Linked DNA regions of Mus musculus: region 2 is linked to region 1. The links are chromatin contacts, called in public HiChIP or PLAC-seq maps. All regions are on one chromosome and are shown on one strand. The core of a region is the stretch at or near the end of the contact, and the rest is flanking DNA. Distances in the headings are between cores, read along the strand shown.

Evidence for each region. HiChIP or PLAC-seq counts read pairs in DNA pulled down with a chosen protein or histone mark.
Region 2: a contact with region 1 is called in an H3K27ac HiChIP or PLAC-seq map of large pre-B cells, with 2.1 times the contacts expected there. The contact joins two enhancer-like sites. A contact is called at or near these places in 2 of 115 datasets of contacts at active chromatin or transcription factors (effector CD8 T cells and large pre-B cells).

The regions. Positions count from the first base shown.
Region 1 is chr17:72,944,316-72,950,894 of GRCm38.p6, forward strand. No RefSeq gene overlaps it. Among named protein-coding and RNA genes, the nearest start is that of Lbh, 29 kb to the left of the region's middle. Within about 2 kb of position 4,061, at least 87 of the 459 cell types and tissues checked have an H3K27ac peak or open chromatin away from gene starts, as enhancers often do.
Region 2 is chr17:73,236,631-73,243,607 of GRCm38.p6, forward strand. Lclat1 (lysocardiolipin acyltransferase 1) reads left to right here. Exons shown (of 6, transcript NM_001177967.1): 6 at 3,088-6,738. The coding sequence ends at 3,590. Among named protein-coding and RNA genes, the nearest start is that of E330032C10Rik, 11 kb to the right of the region's middle. Within about 2 kb of position 4,846, at least 30 of the 459 cell types and tissues checked have an H3K27ac peak or open chromatin away from gene starts, as enhancers often do.

The DNA.
Region 1 (6,579 bases), core at 2,811-5,310:
AAGGCCACTAACTTCTGGTCACAGAACCCTAACTCTTCACTTCTGCCTCATGTAACCTTCTAGACAGAATGATTCTTTGTTTGAAAATAGCTCCTTCATCCTTTCTCGTGGTTGGCCCATCAACACCGTCCAACTTTTCAAACCTCCTAATGGAGGTACATGGAGTGGTGACTGGTGAGCTTGGCTGTGTTACACGGGGCTGATATAATTTGGCTCCTTCATTTGTACTTCAGGCCAATTTCTTACTGTCTAGACTCCTCAGTATTCTTGTCTGGGGATTGGAGATAAGACAGACAGCTCTTGCATGGGAGTGTGAAGACTCAAATACTTAGCTGGCCTCCACCCGTCGGGAGTTTCCCCTCTTTTTGAAGATCCTGAGGCTAATGAATAGCTCTTGTCTTCTGGGCCCTGCCTTGTTACTCTGGCTCCTTTGTGCACAGGGTTTAAAAGTAACCTCTCAGCACAATGCTCCTCTCCCTTCAAGTTCATCTCCCACTCTGGCACCTTCCGTTGTTTTCATCCCGAGCCTGGAAAAGCAAAGAGAAGTAGGACAATGTCAAGCTTTATTTATGCAGTATCTTGGTGTATATCACCTTGCATCAATAGCTCAAGGCAGCACATGCCTGTAGTTATGGAACTCCAGAGGATCAGACATTCAAGGTCATCCTTAGGCTACACAACTGCTGATGGCTGAACCTGGTGTGAACAGAGGAGAAAACTGCAGGGGAGGGATAGAGCAAGTAGGAAGGCCCTGTCGTAGTTTGCCTTGGCATTTCTGAGACATGTCTGTAAGTAGAGAGACATGGAGGGAGAGGGAGACGAGTGGCCCAGGTTAGAAACGACATGCAGTACCTGTGGGTCTTAGAAGCTATGGACCTGTTGATTTAGAGTTGTATGGCCTTCTATGAACAGTGATCATGGAAGTGAACAGCAGCAATGAGCAGCTGTAGACATCTTCAAATATTGGTAGACCTGAGAAACCGCCCCGTTCTAAAAGCAGATCTTCAAAGCAGAATGAAACCAGACAGAATCCAGTTCTTCCATCCATCCCCAAAGAACTCTGATTATGGCAAGAATGGAAGCTCTATGCTAAGACTGCTGGATTTTTAGCTCAGCCCTTCCTCTTTCAAGCTCTGTGACCTTAAGAAAGTTACTGTTGCTTCCCTTTCCCTCACTTTCTCCACTTATAAACCATTATGGATGATGGCTATAAGGAGCTTCAATGTGTTACTAAGAGTAGCTTGCTTAGAACTGCAGTAGACCCTAAATAAATGCTCAAGAGATGTTAGTGATCACATAATATTCCAAGCCCCATAGATATCTGCATCCTGAGCTTGGGCTCTTGTGAATGTTATACTATTCACAGGAGGGAGGACAGGTTAAGGTTATAGATGGAAGAAAGGTTGCTAATCAGCTGACCTACATCTGATGACCCTGGACTAAGTGAGTCCACTCTAAGCACAAGGATCCTTGCATTGTAGGAGTGAAAGGGGAGCTGGAATGATGGCTCAGTCAGCCAAGTGCTTGCTTTGCATGCACAAGGGCCTGACTTTGATCTCCAGGACCCATTTAAAAAAAAAAAAGCTGGGTGTACAAATGGGTCAACTATATCAAACCCCTCCCCCAAAGTTCAGGGACCATTTCAGGAAAGGAGGCAGAAAGAAGAGACAGAGGCAGAGAAGGACCTGAGCCAACCTGTATCTTCCAGATTATGACTTCTGTACTAGTGAACTCACAGCGGCTGTGGCTATCTGCTTGAGTTCAAGCTGGCCAGTATTTTAGCACTGGCCGGGGAGAACGTCATGAACCCCAACTCTTAGCTCAGGAGCTCTTGACAGTTGATGTAGAAAACAAGGAGAAGAAGAAGGAGGAGGAAGGGGAGGAGGAGGAGGAGGAGGAGGAGGAGGAGGAGGAGGAGGAGGAGGAGGAGGAGGAGGAGGAGAAGAAGAAGAAGAAGAGGAGGAGAAGAAGAAGAAGAAGAAGAAGAAGAAGAAGAAGAAGAAGAAGAAGAAGAAGAAGAAGAAGAAGAAGAAGAAGAAGAAGTAGAAATGAGTAGATCTGGAGGACTTAGGGCATGGCTGGAAGTGAATATGATCAAAATGCTTTATATGCATGCATGAAATTCTCAAAGTAATAAAAATCTATATTTTAAGTTGGGTGTACTTGTGTACTTGTTATTCCAGTGATCAGGAGGCAGATGCAGGCAGATCCTCTAACCAATAGAACTGTAAGAGGAAAGTAAGTTGACTTTATTTAAGGTACTGATGTTGTAACCCTGTCACAGTCACAGCTGTAAACTAACACATCCCCAGTCTTTTTCAGTGTGGAGCAAAAAGGTTATGGACCATGTCTGTGTGATCTCAGACAGTGATGAATGGACAGAGGCCCCAACTTTGCCAGGTTCAATCTCTCCTCTCCCCAGGCAGAGACATCTGTGCTGTGGAGGGGCCATCAGGACCTGGGATTGGATTGCTGTGGGGACCATAACACCTTTGCACTAGACACTTGAGAATCAGTGACTCACAACATTCATTTGGTAGAATCCCCTTCTCTCTCTCTCTCTCTCTCTCTCTCTCTCTCTCTCTCTCTCTCTCTGGTCCAAATGCCTGATCCACTTCTAACCAAGATGAGAGTCCATCTACCAAACCAAAGAAGCTGCTAATGGAGCCGCGCTTTCCTAGGCGTGCACCTGATGTATAGCAGGTGATCTCTAGCATTGAGGTCAGGAGAGAGGGAGACTCATGTCTCTCTCTCAGTACCTGGATGGCAGGCTTACATTGCACAGCCGTTGATTTGCAATGTTTCCTTGCCCTTTTCTGCCGGAGAAAAACCAACTAAAGAAACAGAACAAATTTATTCTTCTCTCTGTCTGGCTCCCATTTACAGAGCTCTGCCCCCCTCCATTTCTCCCATCTCTGACCACACTTCTGCAAAGTGTGGCTTTGCATATAGGAAATGATCTTGTTTCACATAACTAGCAACGGTGGCGATGATGAACAGCAGTAGAATGCAGGGTCTTCATCTTTCAAGTCCCATTGGGCAGCAAATTGATGATTTGCATTTTGCTATTCTTCTCTGTTAAGAGGACATTTTCGATGTATCTCATCAACAAGGAAGCTGATGCCAGAGAGCTTCACAATACACTGTGTTTGCAACCAAAAAAAGAGGAAAAAAAGAGCAGTACTAGAATCAATTATATACTAGTAAATGTGTTAACAGCCAGCTAGCTGAGAGAAAGAGCAAGTAAGAAATGCAGCCCCTCTAGTTTAATGTCCCCAGTTACCAAGGAGCAAATGCTTTCTCTGCGGCCAACTTCATAAAACTGGCATGGGACCAAATTTGACTCTGCTGAGCACATCTCTGGAATCCCAAATATTCACCTCCTAAGTCATAAGAACACAGACTTAGATTCCTTTTTTTTTTTTTTTTTTCTTTTTTTTAATTAAAGGAATGAGCCTATCTCAAAAGCAAGAGCTATCCCCAGGTCAGGAAAGAAAAACTACCGCAAAACAAATATCTGGTACAGTATTTTTTTCAAACTGAATAATGACTCAAAATAGTTGTAAAAATCAACTTGCTTATTTGTGGGGTTGCAACCAAGATTTTTTCAAGAAAGAAAAAAAAAAGGGGGGTCAGAGGACAACAGAAGAAGAAACAGCAACTATATATTTTTTTTGGGAATGTTGGTTTTCTCCATGGATGTGGGTGGCTATCTGTGCTGGATATATATATATTTGCTGTGTCTCACAGTCAAATGCTTAAGCACCAACCTGGTGAATCTAGCTCTCTAGAAAGTTGTATATAAGAGAGTCACAATTGGGAGGGGGGGAGGATAAGTACCCCGAGAACCCTCTCTGCACGGGAAATGGATCTGGGGCAGCCCAGGCAGGGTACGGGCACAGGGTGAGGGTGAAGGGCTCAGCAGACCTCTGTCCCCTGTTCTCCTCCAAGGCTAAGGGTGAGCTACAGGAAGCAAGTGCCACCAGAGCCTGGAGGACAGAGGCAGCGTGCATGAGAAGGAGAAAGCTCCACCGGAAATTCGCTGCAAGCTAGCTGCCTCGGGAGCCCACCACAACCTTTACCAGACAACCAGCACTGCAAGATAAAAATAACCTCACGGTCTCGGCCCTGCTGTGCAGGGGCAAGGAAGAACACACCATGTAGGGGGCTCTCATGTCAAGGGGCTGGGTTTGGGATCATGCAGTTGACACTATGTGGAGCCACAATTTCCTGTTCTACAATTAAAGGTCAGTTTTCCTACCCAAGGATATCAGGACCTGGAACCAGGAGTGGGATCCTCTAGGTATAGAGTCTCTGTTCACCTGTTTATTCCTTAGCCTAGGATGGCTTTGTTTGTTTGTTTGTTTTTGCTTTGTTTTGTTTTTTAATGACTCGTGCTATGGACTGGGCAAATGGTTCAGATGGTAAAGTGTTTGTCTCAAAAGTAGGACTTTAGTTTGGATTCTCAGTGCTTCCATAAAAAAAGCTAGGCATGACACTGTAATCCCAGGGCCAGGGAGGCAGAGACAGGAGGTTCCCTGAGGCTCCTGGCTAGCTAGGTAGTCTAGCTGTACTGGTGAGACTCCAGGTTCAGTGAGAGATCCTGATTAAAAAACTACAGTGGAGAGGCAACTGAAGACACACACACACACACACACACACACACACACACACACACACACACACACAAAGAATAATATTAAAAAGTCACTCATTTTAAGACCTTGTGGTTGGGGATGCATCCTTATTCTCTATGCGAAAGCCGGGTTAGCAGCTTTTACTCAAAGGATCACCCCTCCAGAGGGTGCTCTGGGGACAGCGAGAAGCCCTCTCCTTAGCTAATGCCTGCTCACACTTTAACCCCAAGGCTCATTACCTTAGTAGACAACTTACCTAGAAGACTCCACTCTCAGAAAACAAAGAGCTGGAGGTTTCATTTCTGCCTGGTCTCAGAGTATGGTGGCTCGTGAGTGAGCCAGTTTAAGCCTTGCTTTCAACTTCTCTTGCCTGTCTTAGAAACCACCACATCCCTCAGTGATGAACAGTGCTCAGGAGGACATTGTGAGTTTGCAAGGTGCATTTGCTTGCTTTTCATTAGTTTCTGTAGCGTTTCTTGAACAGGCATCCACACCACTCAGGAGTTTGAGAGAAAGAACAAATTGACATGTATGTTGTCATAAACAATTAAGTGAAGTTTAGCATTTCCTGCCATCAGGGGTGTAGGGGACAAGCCACAGCAATGTCAGCGGGACCCGCTTTTCACCAGCAGAAGTCACGAGTGCTTTCTTTTTTTTTTTTTTTCATGCCACACTTGTTGTGGGCATCATGAAATAACACTTGTCGTCATGGCAACCTCAAAACACACCTGCTGCTGGATTGTACCGTGCAGTGCTTTAAGAAAGAGGAGATGTAGGACTTTTCCATGTATCTATGTGTTTCTAAAATATCTTTCAATAGCTGCATCTTAGCAGAATTGATGTTCTTTGCAGCTTCCTGCATCTTAGGGTATTTAAAGCATTATTCTGAAAGGAGAATCAAAACTCCCTCAAGTTTCTGAAATGATTCACGACGCGCAAAAGAATCCCTCTGTCCCTCCCTCCGTCCCTCCCTCCCTTCTTGCCTAAAAACTGGTGGTACTGTGACCCTGAGCAGAGCCATAGCCGTGTACAAAGGCAAGGAGGATGTACCCCTATTCCATAAGGCCCAGGGAAAAACAAGAAAATCAACAACTGCACAGTAACCTGGAGGTAATCCATGGGTGGAAGTTACACAAGAGGCATGACTGAGAAGCCAGGGAGAGCTTGTGGAACTTGGGGTAGTGAGGAACTGGTAGCTGCCACCTTGTTTCTTTCTCTGAATGCCTGGTCCACTTCTAACCACGATGAGAGTCCATCTACCAAACCAAATAAGCTGCTAATGGAGCCGTGCTTTCCTAGGCGTGCACCTGATGTATAGCAGGTGATCTCTAGAATTGAGGTCAGGTGAGAGGGAGACTCATGAGACTCAGGAGGTGTCTTGGGGTTTTACTGCTGTGAACAGACACCATGACCAAGACAACTCTTATAAGGACAACATTTAATTGGGGCTGGCTTACAGGTTCAGAGGTTTAGTTCGTTATCATCAAGGCAGGAGCATGGCAACATCCAGGCAGGAACTGAGAGCTCTACATCTTCATCTGAAGGCTGCTAGAAGAATATTGGTTTCCAGGCAGCTAGGATGAGGGTCTTAAATCCTACACCCACAAAGACACACCTACTTCAACAGGCCACACCTACAACAGGATCACACCTTCTAATAATGCCACTCCTTGAGCCAAGCTTATATAAACCATCACAGGAGGCAAATAAAACATGCAAGATTTGAGCCCCATCCCAAGCTTTATAGGAGGAGCAGTTGACTGCTGGGAAAGGAGACGCTGACCAGCTGGGCTGTGGAACTGTGGAAAGCAGACTCCCAGACCTGTAGAGATGCCTGCCAGTTGTGCAGCCTTTGTGAATTGTCACCTGTGATGGGGTGGGGGTGGGGTTGTCACCTGTGATGGGTGGGGGTGGGGTTGTCACCTGTGATGGAGTGGGGGTC
Region 2 (6,977 bases), core at 3,596-6,095, 290 kb after region 1:
AGATTCTAGGCAAACAATGCTAAGGATAATGATAGAGAGGGCATACAAATGCAGTTTTCCTACAGCCAGCATGCTGATTAGAACTGCTCTAGAGAGAAAGGCCATGGCTTCTCCTGTTGGCCTTATGGCCCATGATAGTGATAGCTGACATTCACAGACACTAGTGATTTTTCCTGGACATCTTATTTAACTCTCACAACCTTTTACTGATGTACTTATAGATACAAGAGCCAAGTAAGCCTCAGGGAGACCATGTAACTTGCTCAGCGGGCTTAGCCAGAATTTTGACTCAAGCTGTCACTTCTATAACTCCCTACCTACCTCACCCCATGCTATGCACGTTAGTGAAGCTAGGCTGTTTGTCTTGAGTTACTGTCATTGTGTCAAAAACATACAAGTTAGTTACTGAACATCATCACCCCCAAAACATGAAGGGACACACACACACACACACACACACACACACACACACACACACACACACACTCTATATGGACAAGTGCTTTAGTTTCTCACTGAAGCAAGTAAGTCATTTTTCTTATAGTTCTGATAAAAATTTCTGACAACCAATGAATATTTCATAATGAATATTAAGAACCTCTTATAGGAGCTGAGGAACTGGCTCAGTGAGTAAAGAGCATTGCCTCCATAAGCATGAGGGCAATTTCTAGCATCTCTGTAAAGGCAGGACATGCCCCTGTGTGCCATGAACCCCACTGCTGGGGAGCAGGAACAGATTGACCCACGAACTTGGTGGCCAGCCAATCTGGCAAGCTTGAGGTTTATTGAGAAACTATGTCAAGAGAAAAGTGGAGAGTGGTAGTGGCAGATGCCCAGCATCCCACTGTGGCCTCCATGTGCATGCACATCCTCATACATATATACATCATACACACAGAAGGACACTGTAGGAGAAGGGCTAGGACATTAAGAACAGACAGATTCAAAAATCAAGTGTGAAACCGGTGCAGCATGAGGAGTAAAAGCTAGGAGCTACACAGAGCTGCAGTCCTGCCAAGGATTTGAGCAGTGCTATGGAGATGCCGGTAACTATGATTAAATTGGGTTTGGGTGAAGGCCAGGGGAATTTTTTGAGATAAGTGAAATCTGAACATAATTTTGATTCAGGCAGGGACATGGCAGACTATCTTTCCTTCACTATGAGGGAAGTGGGGAGCTGAGGGTAGAGTTAAGGTGCAATATTCAGCAGCACACTGGCTCTGCTTGGCTTGTGTGTGGAGAGGGCGTCAGCACCACACTGACTTTTTAGTCAAGGAAACGGCTTCTCTTAGGACTGTTAGGGAACAAGTTGAAACCTGGTCATTAACCTAAAGTAAATCATGGTCTAACCAAGACCGACAGGTACAGAGGGCTTGAAGAATCATTTGGAAGAGTTATGCTGAATTATAAAAATGGTAGCCTCCAAAGTTGGAAGAGTGTGTGGGGGCATGGTGTAGATGACCTCGCTTCTTTGCAAGTGTGTGGGGGCATGGTGTAGATGACCTCGCTTCTTTGCGATCGGTGCTACCGAGGTAAAACATCAACAGTGCAATATGCTTACCTAGATTCTGAGAGAGGGAGACAGTGCTGTCACACCCCAGTCTAGAATAGTCCGACTGGTCTCCAGATTTCCTGTGCCTTTTAGGGACTTCTTTCCCATGTAGGATTCACCACTGTCGCACAGGTAAGTCCTGTCTGCGTCATCTGTTTCTGATGAAATTCAAATCCTCATTGAGTCTGTTCACTGGGGGGGAGAGGGGGCCAGGGGATGGATATTGTCAAAGAGTATTACGTATCTGTATGAAACTGTCAACAAAATCTATTGTTTTATATAACTGATAAAACACTCTTATGTTTGTTCATTAAAGATAGAGCAACATTCACAATAATACCAGCAGTGCTTGCCCTTGAGCAAACACTAGGCTTCCAGGGCCCGTGTGTACTGGGTTCAGTTGAATGGTCAGGTGAATGGTCCACTGTACTCTGCAGTTCTTACAGTGCACCACTGATTCTCTAACTGCAAAGGCTCTTACCATTAGCTCAGTGCCAAGCCAAAATAAAGTAAGTCTGGCTCCGTCCTTGGCATTCCTCCTTGGCTGCTGCACCACATCAGTTCTTGTTATCTTTTTATACAGATCTATTCCTTTGGCCTGCCTCCTTTTCCTAGTCTGTCGGAACAGCCACACGGCTGTTGCCCCGCTGTCCCCAAGATCATCCTTGCTTAAAATCTGTGGCTACCATGAAGATGCTTCTCTACACATACAGTGTAGAGGAAGGCCTGGACCATGCCATGTGCTCCAGCCTGTTTTTAATGTCCCATTCCCATAGTGTACTACCCTGTCCATCTACAGAACTGGCTCCTTCCCGTTCATCTCCCATATCCCCAAGGGACAGTTTGGGGCTTTGTGCATCCTTGTTCCCCTAACTATGTTGAGAACATTTTGAAGGACACTGGGACCATGTCAGCTGTCTCTTCATCACCAGCATCTGGCTTGTGACTTCAAAAACAACCTTTCCCAAATGCCTGTGCACAATGGTGTTTCAGGTCAGAATCAAAGTTGTTATGCTTGTGTGTGTGTGTGTGTGTTTGTATAATAGAAGAAATTGACAATTTCTTCACATTGTTTCTTTCTGAGGTTCTTTTGCAGCAGTTACCGTGGTCATTTTAAGGTAAAGGAGAGTACATTTCTATTGCCTTTGAAGAGATAAATGTATTAATAATGTCTGTGTAACAAATCTTGTGGCAGAAGGCTTGGGCTATAGCCTTTAAGTCCTACCTCAGATCCTGCTCACTGTGTGTATTCATGAAGTTCTAGAATGCAGATTACCATTTCTGGGAATGAAGATAATTTCTTTCTAAAGGTCTTTGTGGTAATTAGCAAACGGGGAAAAAAGCTAAAAATGGCTGGTAAATATTGACCTAAGTACCCAGAAACACTGGTATTTTTAGCCCTTGTTTGTTCGTGGTGGTTCACTCTGTACTGATTCTTCATGCTCGTGGCTGTGCCTCGCAGAGTGAATCAGCACTGCCACCCCATTGACTGTTGGTTGCTAAAGCAAAGCTCTTTTCATCTTTCCAAAACCTAGGGAAGAACCTCGATGCTGTTCATGACATCACGGTCGCATATCCTTACAACATCCCTCAAACTGAGAAGCACCTTCTCCTTGGAGACTTTCCCAAGGAGATCCACTTCCACGTCCAGCGGTATCCAGCTGACTCTCTTCCCACATCCAAGGAGGACCTTCAGCTCTGGTGCCACAGAAGGTGGGAAGAAAAGGAGGAGAGGCTTCGGTCCTTCTACCAAGGAGAGAAAAACTTCCACTTTACTGGGCAGAGTACAGTTCCACCTTGCAAGTCTGAGCTCAGAGTCCTTGTGGTCAAGCTACTGTCCATAGTGTACTGGGCCTTGTTCTGCTCTGCAATGTGCCTGCTCATATATCTGTACAGCCCTGTTCGGTGGTATTTTATAATCAGCATTGTGTTCTTCGTGCTGCAGGAGAGAATATTTGGTGGACTGGAAATCATTGAACTTGCATGTTACCGTTTTTTACACAAGCACCCACATTTAAATTCAAAGAAAAATGAGTAAGATGGCGGCGTTCATGTGAAAACCTAGGGTTGTCACGGGAATGTCAGTCTTTGTAAACTGAGACGAGTTTTGCATGACTATGTCAAATGTTTCTTACTATCATCATTTTTTGTTAAAGGTATTTTGCACTTAATTTTATGGGGGAAATATTGCTATGGTTTCTTTAAAATCTCTGAATGTAATTCCAATGCTGAGTATGTAGCAGGGGTCAATCGCTGTGAATTACTAGGGTCAGAGTATTACAAACAATCACTAAGCTGTCAAGACAAAATGCAAGCTTTTCTGAAAGGACCAACCTGTTTCTGACAGACTTTTGGCTCAGAGGTAGCCTTGGCACCATGAACACCAGCCCCAGTGTATCTAAGCAGGTAGTAGTCTGCCTCCCCCGCAGGACACAGTCCATTCTTTAATTCTTTTACACCAATCAAACGCAAAGGTGGACTTGCCTTGTCCTAAGCTGAGCCCCATTGGCAGGGAGCCCTCCATCACTGATAGTCTCTTGTGCTGAGTGAGGCAGGAAAAGACCCCCTTTCCTCGCCTGGAAATCACATCTGCACTCAGCTCAGGGAGCACCGTCAGGCTCTCCATTTGGCTTTTAAAAGACAGAAACTGGTGCAGCTTGCTTTTCACTCACACTCAGTCCTGCCTTCCTGATGGTCACCAGGGAGCGTCATCTGTAGCGTGGACTGGTTCATGTAAAGATGCATTAGAAAAACATCTGTAGTTCAGACAGAAACTGGAAGGCAGGTGTCTGTCCTATGCATGCAGGGTGTCTGCCTTCTGCCATTAGAGCTACAACAAACATGCCTGCAGACAGGATGGTGTAGCTAAAGCCCCCAAACCTTGATAACTTTACTCTTAAAACAAAAACTGCTAACTCAGAATGAGCTCTTTCAGTGATAGCAAGGACACACTCTCTCTTTTTAGTCATCTCTCAACAGTGACATTTAAACACACACTGACCTACTGTCTGCCAAATATTCCTATCATTTGGAAGCAGTGACAACATAGCAAACCAATAGCGAGCACGCAGTGTCCTGGGTAAGAGAATCCTTGTGGCCACTGTTTCCACTCCACTGAGCTGCATGCTCCCATCTGTGTCATGTGATTGGGGCAGGGACAGAGGCACATAGAAGCTTCCCCACCCCACCCCACCCCAGTATCCAACAGTCTCAGCAGCTCTTAACTGCCCTGTGTGCTCAGACAGAAATCTGCCTTTCCTAAGATGGCAGTGCGCATCTGTACCTGGTAAGGACTTCCTCATCTTGCCAAGCACACTGAGAAAGCCCCGTTGGGGACAGGACACCATCAGCATAGCGTGGTTAAGTCTGGCTTTTTGATGTTTGTGCATTTGTTAGTGGGAGAGTGCTAACTGGTGCCTCTGGAGAAACAAGCCAGCCCATGTTTAACTGCTCCATCAAAACTCACTTTAATCCTGCTGGGAACTTACTAATTAGTAGCTGTGCACACCTGCCCTCAACACAGCTGTTTGACTCCCTAGTTTTTAAGGTTACACACACACAACCCTCCCCCCACCCTTTTTTCTTTCCCTTAATGAGAAAGGCTTCCAATTTTAAGTTTCTCTGATGGATCACATTTAAATGTGGAAATAGCTAGCAATTTGTTGCCCAGGAAAAAGAGAAATGCTGTCATCTTTGCCCACAGTAGTTGGGCTCGGTTAACAGTGCTGTCCATCTCATTGGGCACCCACAGGCTCTCTGTCTCTTGTTCTTCCCTTCGCCCTCTTCTGATCATAGAAAACATTAAGGTAGAGAATACCTTAATTTTACTTTACCTACCCCAAATTCCTAATACAGCACTAAAACTAGAGAATGTGGACACTCTACTTGCTTTAAGAGGAATTTCTCCGGAGGGGGAAAATAAAAATAAACGTGTTTTTAAATTATAATTATTTGTTCTTACCTACACGTTTAACTGTATTAAAACTGTTTATTTAATTTAAAAAAATGCATATACACCTAATGCTTTTGAGCTTGGAACTGCTTTAAGTCAATACTTGAGCATCAGGCCTAAGCAGATGTGGCCTTGATGGTTGTCAGCCTAAGGAATGCCCCTGCCACACCTTCAGCCAGGGCTCAGCAGCTCAGCCAGGGCTCAGCAGCTCAGCCGTGCTCCAGCAGACTCTTTCCCTGCTCCCTGTGCAGGTGAGCTGAAGTGCTCGCAGCACTAGTTGGCTAGTTGATCCCATTGGAAGAGATTTTACATATAGTAGTTGTGGGTTATTTATAATGTGAACCATTTCACCCTAAAATATGAACCGATATAGAGGCTGGGTGATGAGTTCCCACATTGTGTGTCTTTGATGAAACAAACCCAGGGAATCCTAAACTTTAGTCAAGCAACATGGCGGGAGAGACTGAAAATGAAGTAGAAACATATCTATCTGCGAGAGCTTCTCACTTAAGACTCTCCCTAAAATCCTGCCTCTGCACGCCCACAGAACAAACCCGAGAAGGAAGCAGCGCCTTCCACTCGTGTTCTAATGGTGACCACGCCACACGCAGACCCTATGTTGGTATAAGTCTGAATTCTGCAGATTGGTTCCATTTCACCGGCTCTCAAGCCCAACAAAGAAGCTCTGGAACAGTCACAATAAGGACTAGCAGAGGGATCCTGTCGGTGTTAAACTGTTTACATTTCTTTATATACAATAATGTGCTTTCAGTGCCTTAGTTGTGGGTCCCTTTCTTTTTCCTGTTCTAAGAATTGTATACCGTGTTCTTAGATAAAGTCTCTCCTCGTCACTCACTAGGAGGAAAGTGGTGCCTCAATACCAGTGGGTCAGCGGTTGACTGAAACAAAACAAAACGCTATGTTGTAACATGGAGAAGGGAGCTCGGTGCTGAGCTATGGCTGCCTAGTTCTTACACAGTGGCAAACAATTGCTTGGCCACGAAGTGGACTTCACACCACGTGTGGCCCTAAAAGGTGTCTTGTACCTACCTAAAATTTTTTATTTCAGAGTCTTGGTTTTGGTAACTTCTTTTTAAAAGATCATTACACGGAGAACACCCAAGTTTTAAAAATAACTCACAGAATGGCCTTAGCTTCAGTGTCCACTGGGATATTTGTGAATTACCTGTAAAATGCATCCAGAATAAAATGGAGTGAATTACATGGTTCAAAAGCTGTTGTGATTCTGTTTTTACAGGAACGACAAAGTAAAGGTCACAGGGCCGTTGTTTCCCTTGATGTCATGGGCTTACCCTGTGTTAAGGAGGAATTGAGGATCAGGATGGGTGTTAAATGCAGTCTCATTTAGATCCGAATGCACTGTTCACTGATTGAGATGGGGAGGCACTGTGCAGTTGAATTCATGCCCCAGTGTGACAGAACCTGCTTTCCTCAGGACAACCGTGCATTCCA